Linked DNA regions of Sus scrofa: regions 1 and 2 are each linked to region 3. The links are chromatin contacts, called in public promoter capture Hi-C maps. All regions are on one chromosome and are shown on one strand. Each heading gives the region's core, a stretch centred on a gene start, on an enhancer-like site or on the middle of the called end of the contact. The rest is flanking DNA. Distances are from core to core; before and after follow the strand shown.

The links. Promoter capture Hi-C pulls out the DNA fragments that hold promoters and counts their contacts.
Region 1: a promoter capture Hi-C map of liver shows a contact between it and region 3, with 4 times the contacts expected there. The contact joins the promoter of MCUR1 here to the promoter of JARID2 in region 3. A contact is called at or near these places in 2 of 5 promoter capture datasets (fetal skeletal muscle and liver) and 1 of 2 datasets of contacts at active chromatin or transcription factors (alveolar macrophages).
Region 2: a contact with region 3 is called in a promoter capture Hi-C map of liver, with 5 times the contacts expected there. The contact joins the promoter of CD83 here to the promoter of JARID2 in region 3. A contact is called at or near these places in 1 of 5 promoter capture datasets (liver) and 1 of 47 Hi-C or Micro-C datasets (embryonic fibroblasts).

What each region holds. Positions count from the first base shown.
Region 1 is chr7:10,141,182-10,144,601 of Sscrofa11.1, reverse strand. MCUR1 (mitochondrial calcium uniporter regulator 1) reads left to right here and starts at 1,705. Exons shown (of 8, transcript XM_005665577.3): 1 at 1,705-2,245. The coding sequence starts at 1,816.
Region 2 is chr7:10,344,354-10,347,775 of Sscrofa11.1, reverse strand. It overlaps CD83 (CD83 antigen), which reads right to left and starts at 1,654. Exons shown (of 6, transcript XM_021100200.1): 1 at 1-1,654.
Region 3 is chr7:11,356,206-11,359,831 of Sscrofa11.1, reverse strand. JARID2 (protein Jumonji) reads right to left here and starts at 1,589. Exons shown (of 19, transcript XM_021100205.1): 1 at 1,455-1,589.

The DNA.
Region 1 (3,420 bases), core at 456-2,955, 1.2 Mb after region 3:
CAAAAAAGAAAATGGTTGTCTTTTGAGAAGCAGGCAGATTATCTAAAAAACTGGAAAGGGGCACACTAGAGCTTTTCTGGAGTGATGGACGTATTCTATATTTTGTTTGGGTAGTGGTTATATGAGGTATACAATCAAAAATCATCAAACTGAACTAAGATCTGTGCATTTTTATTACATGTAAGTTATACCTCAACCTCAAAAAGCTACAAACGGCTTTCATTAAATAAAGTCTGTGCCATAGTTTATTTAACCATTCCTCTAATGTTGGAATTTGTGTCTTCCATCTTTTCACAATCATAAATTACAATACAGTGAATATCTTTGTGCATGTATTAGGTTGATCCCTATGAAATTAAAAATCTTCAACATTTTGATCTATCAAAATGACAAGTTCATATAGTCCAATCTAGTAGAGTTTTAAAAAAATATTTTGTATTATTCCCTTAGGTTAAATTTTCAGAGTTGGGTGACTTAAGCAAATTTTATGAACATAAAACACTGTTGAAGCATATTGCTAAATTGTTTCCTATCAGTTCTAAGGATGTATAACTCCTACTAACCCCTTCTGAAAGTGTCTACTTGGGCCTTTAATGTTTTTAATTCTTAATATTTTGATAGCCACTTACATCACTTCCATAACCATATGCCCTCTCTTCTTACCAGCACTTTATAGCTCTGTCTCTTCTTCGTGTCATGTATTTTATATATACAGGTGTGTAAGAAAACAGCGCTCTTGGAGTTCCCGTCGTGGCACAGTGGTTAACGAATCCGACTAGGAACCATGAGGTTGCGGGTTCGGTCCCTGCCCTTGCTCAGTGGGTTGACGATCCGGCGTTGCTGTGAGCCGTGGTGTAGGTTGCAGACGCGGCTCCGTTCCCGAGTTGCTGTGTCTCTGGCATAGGCTGGTGGCTACAGCTCCGATTGAACCCCTTGCCTGGGAACCTCCATATGCCGGGAGCGGCCCAAGAAATAGCAAAAAAAAAAAAAAAAAAAAAAAAAAAAAAAAAAAAAAGGGCTCCTTTTATTTTTTATTTTTGTATCTTCTAGGTTGGTGCCTTGAGCACTGCATTCATTCATTCAAGAAACACTGCTGAATTCACACAATGGACCAATATTGGAGATAGGTGCGATAGGCATTCAAAAAGTTCACTGACCTGAACGCCCCTGGAATCAGATATCCTTTTATACCAGCAGGTCTCACTGACCACTCAAGCTCCTACGTTTGAAATTCTCAGATGGAAACTTTCTCACTTCTATGACGCACTCATCAAGCTGAAAGTTTAGCTTTAAATGTGTTGAATATGTAACGGCTATACCTTCTAACAATTCTTTAAAATACACCCGGCTAACAATTCTTTAAAACGCACCCCAGCGCCACACTTTGGGGAACTTTGGACTAGGAAAACCTAGGGCAGCCTGGTGGTGCTCGGACTTGGGATTCTGAAAAGCACCAGGGTAATTAATGGCTTTATAAGGACATCGGTGTACTGAATATGCAAATCGTGGCAATACCGAGGTCATCCAGCTCCGGGAGAGCCCACCGCCACCTCCTGGTCCTCCGGGTTGCCGGACTGGAACTCGCTGGGACTGGGACGCGCCTTTTTCCGGAGCCCCGCCCCTTCGAGCCCCGGAGCCCGCCCCTTCGAGCCCTGGAGCCCCGCCCCTCCGCCAGCGCGCGCCCAGAGCCCCGCCCGCCCGACAGGAAAGACCCGGTTCGGCGCTGCCGCCGACGCTCGCTCCTGCTGTCGGTGTCGCGCCGCGGCCGCGCGCGACCGGCATGAGCGCGCGGCCGGGCCAGTGACCGCGTCGGAGATGGACTGCGGCTCCGTCGCGGGGGAGAAGCCGAAGCGCCTGCCCGGCCGCCGGCGCCTTCTGCTCTTCCTGGCCGCGGGCCGCGGCGGAAGCCCGGGCGGCCGTGGCGTTCCCGCGCGCCGCCTCGTGCCCACGCTCCCCGGCGGTCTGGGGGCGCTGCGGCCCCGCGGCCCGGCGGCCCGTGCCAGCGCGTCACGTGCCTCCCCGCTGTTCCTCGTCCTGCTTGTGCCCTTCCCGCGCCTGGCCGCCGCCGGCCCTCGCCGGCCGCTGGCGAACTGGGAGCGGTGGCGCGCCGGGCCCTCGTCTCCCCCGGCCGGGCGCGGCGGCGCGTGGAGGTGGCAGCCGGGCCTGGCCCCCCGCGTCGCCTGCGCGGCGGGCGCGCTCCACCTATGCCTCCGGCGGGTGGCCGCCCTCGCTTCCTCGAGGAGAGGTGAGGGCCGGGCCGGGGCGGCGGGAGCTGGGCTCTGCGCTCCTGAGGGCGGGTCAGCCGAGGTCGCCGGGCTCCTCCCGGCCGCGGGGACGAAGGTCTGTCGGGCCCCGCCCTTCTGGTCCGCGCTCTCCTGGGCTCCCTCAGCGGAGAGGATCCGAGTGAGTCGGGCTGCGGGCGCCGGGTGCAGGGCGCAGCTTTTAATGGAATGCGGGGCAGGAGGTACGAGCGGGGAGGAGGGAGCGCGCGCGTTTGTAGAGCCGCCGCGTGGCGCCCGCTCGCAGGTTTCTGTTTTGCAGGTGCGCGGTGTGTGTAGCGACTCCGGTAAAGGAGCAGGTGTGCCGGAGGCTTGCGAGTTTGAGGATGGAAGCTAAGGGACATGAAGGGATTGTTTTATACTTTAATTTCAAACTCTCGTGGCTTCATTAATTCGTTAAGCACCGGCTTCCACTCTCCCTGGCACTCTGCTGGGTCCGCGGGATGTATCAGCTAACAAAATCTTTTCCTACTTGGAGCTTAATTCTAGCAGAGGAGAATATATATATGTGTGTGTATTATTTATGCATGCATAAATAATGTATATAATCTGATGAATGCTGTAAAAATATAAAGGGGGTAAGATCACCACGAAGTGAGTGAGCCTCCAGTTACTAATTTAAATAGTCATTGGAGTAGGTTTCATGGAGAAGGTGCCGTTTGATGAAATACTTAAAGGAGGTGAGGCAGGGGGTCTTGCGTGAGGTTAAGAAAGCCTAAGCAGGAGTTCCCTGTCGTGCCTCAGTGGAAACGAATCTGCCTAGTATCCATGAGGACGCAGGTTCCATCCCTGACCTCGCTCATGGGCTAAGGATCTAACTTTGAGCTTCTCGTGTAGGGTTTTAATATCCTTTCTATATGCTCAAGTTTCCCCTCCCCAAAGGAGAATTACATGTTATACTTTAGCATAGGTCAGGTTACTTGTTTCCTGATTGTTAGTGGGAATTCATAGTTCTTGGGCCTCGTTTTGTTGTCACAATAAAGGAGGAAAAGTGAGTCAGAGGTGTTCCCAGTGCCAGAATACTGCTGTGTCCTCAGGGACTGCCCTTGGATGGAGGCAAGACAGAATTCACCTTCCATCAGCAGGGCTTGGAGGGCTAAGTGGCAAGTGGCTAGTCGTTTTCTCAACTTTTCAGACAGCA
Region 2 (3,422 bases), core at 405-2,904, 1.0 Mb after region 3:
AAAGATGCCCCAAGGAATCAAGGAACCGAAGCTCGTGTGGGGTCTCAGTAAGGCAGCCGTCCAACCAGCAGTCCGCAGCCTGAGTACAACCTACGGGTGGTTTCCATTAGCCAACACAGAGCTTTTAGACTAAACCAGGCTGTGTTGAAAATTGGGGTATTTCACATGAAAAAATCCAGGTTTTTGCTTTCTCTTGAAAATAAAAGATCAAGACTTGGGTATACCAGCCAGAATTAAGATGCGTATGCCCTCCTTGTCCAGCCTCCAGTAGCTAATCTGCCCTCCCACCTCTCCCCCACTGCAGCTAAACTGGGTGGGGGGCAGGTTCTGGTGGCCGCTCAGCATCTCATGCAGCTCTTTGTTCCACGGCAGCAAACTCACGCTCTGCACCATCTGCTATCCAAGCAGGGAGGCCAAGGATCGGCAGAGACCTGGGAAGCTCCCGCCCACTTCCCAGGGTGCCCACCAGCTCCACACGTGATGTGATCTGTGTGGTGCTGGCAGGGGTCTGAGTTCACAGGCACCACTCTAAGTGCAAATGGCTACGTAAAGTTCATGGGTTAAAGAAAGGGAAGGGGAATGAGGGCTCAAGTTCACATTCTCTCGGTTGAGCTACAAAATCTAGGATACAGTCCCAGACTGGAGGGGACCAGTGGTGAGCTTTGTGGGGTGGGGGGTGATGTCAGCGGAGGAACAGGGCAAGGACAGAGGCAAGAAATCCAGCCTCAGGGTCCCTGGGAAGCAAGGGACATTGATGGCCTAAGCCCAGGTCAGAGCCTGGTGCTGTGAACAGATACAGTTGACTGGGGGACAGGAAGCCAGGGGGAACTTTACAAAGGCTTGGTGACATTCACGTGGGTCCCCATGTGGAACCCACAAGAGGCCAGGTTTGGCCTTTTCTGGGGAAGTTCCCCTGAGTCTATTTTGTGCTTTGACAGAGGAAATAAAAGTTCCCAGTAACTCTGGGGAGAGGTCAACCGAAACTTAATTAGGTGTCAACCAGAGCCCCCTGGCAGAGGAGCCATCAGTGTGGTTATTACGGAGCTAATTCAACACAGGGCCCTGGTTCTCAAACTCAGCTGATGCGAAGGTCTTAGAAGACAGACTGCCTCCTGTACCCTAAGTTAGACGCATGTACTTTATCTTCATTTTTAGCCCATGATTTGAAACTCAGTGAAGCACTGAGCTGATGTGGACGGCACATGCGTGCTATGGGAACAGGATGATTCTAGATGTTTTCATTCACTTAGCAAACACTTATTCACCGAGGACCTAGAATTTACAACCCATTATGCTCAACGCGAGGGGGCCCACAACCTCGGAAAAGACACTGCCTTTGCCCTGGAGCAACTTCCAGGCCATTCGGGTCAAGTGCATGTCTGGAGGCTGGAAACCAACTGAACTCAGGGAGATCTGTGCAAATTACCTGCTACACCTCTGCAGTGCAGCCCAAGACCAGATACTGTTGCCCTTTAATAAACATTTATTTGTAAGAGTTTCTTAATCAGACTTCCCTTGCTGGGAGGATCGCAGAAATTTTTTACCAGTGCCTCAGCCTGGAGCCGGCAGCCTTGCCTGAATTTAAAAAAAAAAAAAGAACATCTGATTTCCCCCCAAAATGGAATGTTCTTGGTTCTGCTTTAAAAAAAAAAAAAAAAAAGGCTACTGTTATTTAATCCTTACTTGCTAGAGCAAGTGTCTACCACTTACTAGTAGACCTGCTAGTGTCTATCTGCTAGACCCTGGTGGGATCTTTACATATATTTTCTCATCTAACCTACACAGCAGCCCAGTGACTCGCTAGTACCATCCCCACTATGGAATGAGATTCGATAACATTTAGTTCCACCTAGATTACTTCTGAGGGTCCTAAGATCTGTATGAAATCTTTGACAGTAGAGTCCGGTTTTTGCTGAAGGCCAGTCCACACCATCGAGCATCCGTTGTTCGCCACACATAACGCTCTTCGGCACTGGGAGGTCCCCAGGGGTTGGTAGCCAGGCTTCCTGGGACAGCACCTTGGCATCAATCAGCCACCCCAAGACAGTGACCCCAAAGCAGACCTGCAGCCTTACACTCCCCCTCCGTCACTTCCTGCCAGAGAAACCAAAAGAAGAACTCACACAATCTGCCGTCAAGGGTCTTGTCCGGCCCCTTGACGCTCGGCCGGCCGCTGCGGGGGTTTTGGGAGGGGAAGTAACATTGACATCACAAGAACCTAGAGCCGAAAAAGGCTTGAAGGGCTCATCCTGTCCAGGCACCTTGATGAGGCAAAACACGGCTCTCTTCCTGCAGAGCCAGAAATGGAAACTCCACCTCTTTCCATAATTTCTGCCAGCGTTTTAGCCCCCAGACAGAGAAGGTCCTCCAACTCAAGTTCTTATTTAACTGAAGTGTACTATTAATTTTTTTAATCCAGGAAGATGAACTAGTCAGCATGTAGTCCTATCACAAACCTCCAAAATCTTAAAGATAACATGACAAATAGTCTTTTCATCTCAGGCCCCTGAAGCACAGTGATCTATTACCTGTGTTTTTCACTGGGGATTCTTAACTGTGCGATTCTGCCACTGTTTTTTCCACATATGACTGGCAGCTGGAATTACGGTTTCCCATTCTTTGCTCGTTCCCTGTTGTAGAGATCTATACACCCACGACCCTTGCCTGTGGCTTGCCGTATCCCTCGTGAGAACTGAGGCAGTGTATTTCCTCGCCCCAGTGATGTGTGGCTCAGTCATGTCACTCGCTTTGGAATGTTAGGGGAAATAATGGAGCAGTGGCTTTAAATGTTCTTGTTGGATTTGAGTTGGACTCTTGAATTTCTGCCAGAACCATGGGAAGACTATGTCCCAGAGAGTGCCAGACCCAGAAAGAGATAAAGGAAGGAGGCCCAAAGCGGAGCCATGCCCACCTGAGTCCAACCAAGATCAGCTGAACCTCACCCCCTGCACACACCAGTGAGCAGGAAGAGCCAATGTCTGTGATGCAAGTCACGGGGATTTGGGAGGGGGGAGGGGGTACTTGTTACAGAACATTTTCTAGGTCCTGCCTGATCCTTGCATGGAAAACACTGGGATTGGGAGGGGGTTGGTATTCGTTACACAACTTTATCTAAGTCCTAAGGTCTAATCCAAAACAGAGCCAGACTACTTTCTGATCCTTACACGGTACAGCCCCCAAGACTTCCTCTTTCATGGAAACTTCCCCGGTTATTTCAGACCTACTATAACTTGGTCACTCAAAACCTTTTTTTGTGTGTCCTATATTTTGGTGCCTATTTATATTCCATATAACACTTTCTAGAGCTCAGTCCGATATATTTTTTAATAACTGCGCATGTGAAACCTTATCAATAAGACCGTGAAATCATTGAGAACAGGGACTATATGAGCATAGCCTAGGCAATAAAACTCTTAATTACA
Region 3 (3,626 bases), core at 340-2,839:
TCCAGCGGCGGCGGCGGCGGCAGCACCACAGCGAGGGCTCGCCGAGTCTCTTTTTTCCAAGCCCCCTAACCAATGAGAGAGAAGCTATCCAGCCCAACTTTAAATGGACTCTGCTTTTATACAAGTTAGGGCTCCTCGGGTAATTCCCTGCCGGAGGCCAGCCGAAAACTCCCACAGCTGGGCCACCAGGCGCCCGCCTACCCCGGCACCGACCGCCCCTGGCCGGGCTCCGAGGACCCCTGCAGCTGGGTCGACCAGACATCCAAGAGGCCTCGACGAACCTTGCCCAGGCTACCCCTCAAGAATCGCTCCCACGCCAAGCCTAGGAGTGGAATTGAGAGAGGCTCCCTAGCTCAATGCATGGCACGCTCGGTCGCTCCACCTCACCCCCTTTCCCCAGCTTGCCGCTCACCCCACAGCCGCCGCACGCTAACCCCCGCCATTGCCCTCTTGTCTACCTGCAGCCGGGCTGCTGGGTGCCAGTGCCCCAGAACGCCCGGCCCCGGGGAGAGCCGCCTATTCCCGGGGCACCTTAGAATGGTCCCCTCGATCTTCTGGAAGTTGTAGTCTCCCGACTACAAAATGGCTATGGCCACGGGAGCTGAGAACTACAATTCCCAGCCTGCCCCGCAAGCCTGTCACTCAAACCCCCCTCCCTCCTCCCCGCCCCCTCCCCCTCCCCATCGCAGGCTCTGCCAACAAACGCTTGGACGTGTCCCGCGTGTGACACTGCGAGAGGCTGGCTCGGGATTGGCCCGCGGAGCGTGTGGTCCGCGAGCGAGGAACTCCCCACGCCGGCCCGCCCCCGCCCCCAGGTTCCCGGCCACGGCCCCCCTCCCCCCGCGGCGGCCGCCCCCCTCCCCGCACGCCCCGCCCCCACCCACGGCGCGAACCGCCTGTGGAATCGAGGAATCGCGCGCGCGCGCGCGCGCCGGCCCGCGCCGAGCGGCGGGGGAGGGACGCGCGGCGTCTCCGGGGAAGGCCTCGGAGCGGGGCGGCGCGGGGGGCGGTGGCAGCGAGGGGTTGGAGCCCGTCCTAAGGAAAACTGGGCCACGCACCAAGAGGAATCCTCGGTGCGAACTAGTTGATCGGCGGCGCCTGCTGCCTCGGCGGCGCAGCCGGTGTCACCTCAGGACACCGCCTCGCGTTTTCGCACGGAGCGTGCCGCGGTCGGGCTCGGGGGACCCTGAGGTCACCTCTGCACGCGCCCCGCGGCCGCACGCGCCCCCACGCTCGGAAAGGCCACCTCCCGGCGCGCGAGGTCGACGTCGGGGGTGCGGGCAGGGGGGCCAAAAGGGAAGCCCCTCGTCGCCGGCTCCTACGAAAGACCCCCCGACTTTGAGGAGATCGCGCTGGGTCCCGGCTGGTCCCGGCGTCTTTTGCGCCTGTGAGCGAGAGGAAAACGAGGGGGAGACCGGTGGCGTACGGACCCCGAGCCCCACAGACGTGCTCACCGCGAGGAAGCATCGGGAGTATCAACCGCGGCAGCCGGGCGAGAGCCTGCCTTCTACCTGCCTCTGGCTTGTGGTGCCGACCTCATCGTTGCTGGAAACGAAGCCGGAGGCCCTCGTGTCTCTCTTATGGCCTTTGCTTTCTGAACAACTTTGCCAAGTCGCTCTTAGCCATTCTGCGTTGTCAATTTCCTCGTTTTCACCGTGGTTTTCCAGAAGTAGTGTTTAAAATGAGCCTCTCCCAGGCAGTCCTTTAAAGAAATGAAAAGTGGGATGACTGCGCCCTCACATTCATTCCCCGTAACATTCAGTTCTCATTCCTTGGATTCGCCTTACCTCTAAAGTATCACAGTTGTGAGGTTTTGTCTACAGCAATGTTCGAAAAGAGAACCCAGTGTCTAAGAAGGTCTCAGAAACTGGAGGTGAGAGACCGGGTTTCAGATCACCCCTGCCCCTTCCCGAAAGCTAGATGGCCTCTCTGAGCTGGTCAGTTTCCTCATCTGCAAATTAGCGATCAATAAGCATTGTGGGGTGGATTATATAATAATTACGTTAACCCAGCTAAGAACCATTTTACTGAAAGTTTTCGGTAAATGAAATAAAATGCTGCTTTAAAATTGTTTCATTATTACTTTACCTTTTAAAAAATCTGCTTTCTAAATTGAAACAATTTGTCATAGGTTCATTTCACATTCAGAAAAATAAATGACCTTCTGTGCCTTCCTTTGGCAAAACTTGGCCGATGCTGTTTGCTGAGGAGGGGACCAATAGAACAGACTCCACTTTTCCTTATTGGCCACCCAAGTGACTTTATGGTTAGGTTACAAGGAGGTGGTTTCAAAAGACTTTCTGATCATTATGACCCATATATTGGCAGTCTCCACTTCTCCACACTCTTAGGGTTTTAACCAGCTTTCAGGAGGTTTAATGTCGGATCTGTCCTTCCCCAGGCAAAATATTAAAGAACAAAGGTGGGTTTCTTCTAGGTTCCCTCAGCCACTCCCTAAGGCTGGACTGCTCCGGTCCTGGGCCTGTCAACTCCCCTGCTGGGCTACCAACTCCAGGTCACCACATTTGAAAAACCATCCCAGTTTCAGCTTGAAAGGGAAAGGAAGGAATTGCTCCTTCCCAAAAGATTTGGATAACATTAGTGTTGTGTTCCCTGAAAAGGGAAATAGATTGGCTCTTTTAGCAGTTGAAAGCCTTTCCTGTTGTGGAAGTAGCTGTCTCCTGATGAGCTTCCTTTCCCTGCCATCTTGGCAAGACCGTGTATTACCTTTCCTGTCTTTTTCCTCCTCTTTTTCATTTTCTATTAATCTGATTCACTCTCTGTGCTGATGATTTTAACACCTCCCAGCTCTTATCTTGACCTCTTCAGGTCTCAGGGTGGGGGAACACATTTCTAGGTACAGGGCTTCCGCAGGACTTATATGCCAGCAGTGGCCTCATCCATGAGGACACAGCAAGAGAGGCCAAAGTCCTTTGTGAAGAAACACGGAGTAGAAAAGGCAGACTCTGGAATCAATCATGATAGCTGTAAACAGGGCTGTATTTGCACCATGGAAAAGGTGTTAAAGGGAATACATAGCTGAGGTGATCAGGAATGAGGAGTTTTGAAGGATGAGTAGGAGTTCAGCAGCTTGAGATAAGCCACAACTTTCCAGCATGGAAAAAAAAAATCAAGAGAGGAGTTCCCTGGTGGCCTATCAGATTAAGGATCTGGCATTGGAGTGAGTTCAATCCTTGGCCCAGAAACTTATGTATGCAGTGGGTGCAACCAAAAAAAATTCCTGAGATTTAAAAAAAACAACCTTGGAATTCCATTGTGGCTCAGAGATAACAAACCCGACTGGTATCCCTGAGGATGCAGGTTCAATGCTGGCCTTGCTCAGTGGGTTAAGGATCCGGCGTTGCCGTGAGCTGTGGTGTAGGTGGCAGGCACAGTTCAGATCTGATATTCCTGTGGCTGTGATGTAGGCTGACAGCTGCGCCTCCGATTTGAACCCTGGCCTGGGAACTTCCATATGCAGCAGGTGCAGCCCTAAAAAGCAAAAAAAGAAAAGTCGTTCTGATTGTGAGAAATGAGGTTGAGGATTGAAGAAAAGAGAGGCAGGGGAAACTGGAGACCAGTTGTAATGTAATTGCATAAATGAGGTGAGAAATTTTTATGATCTG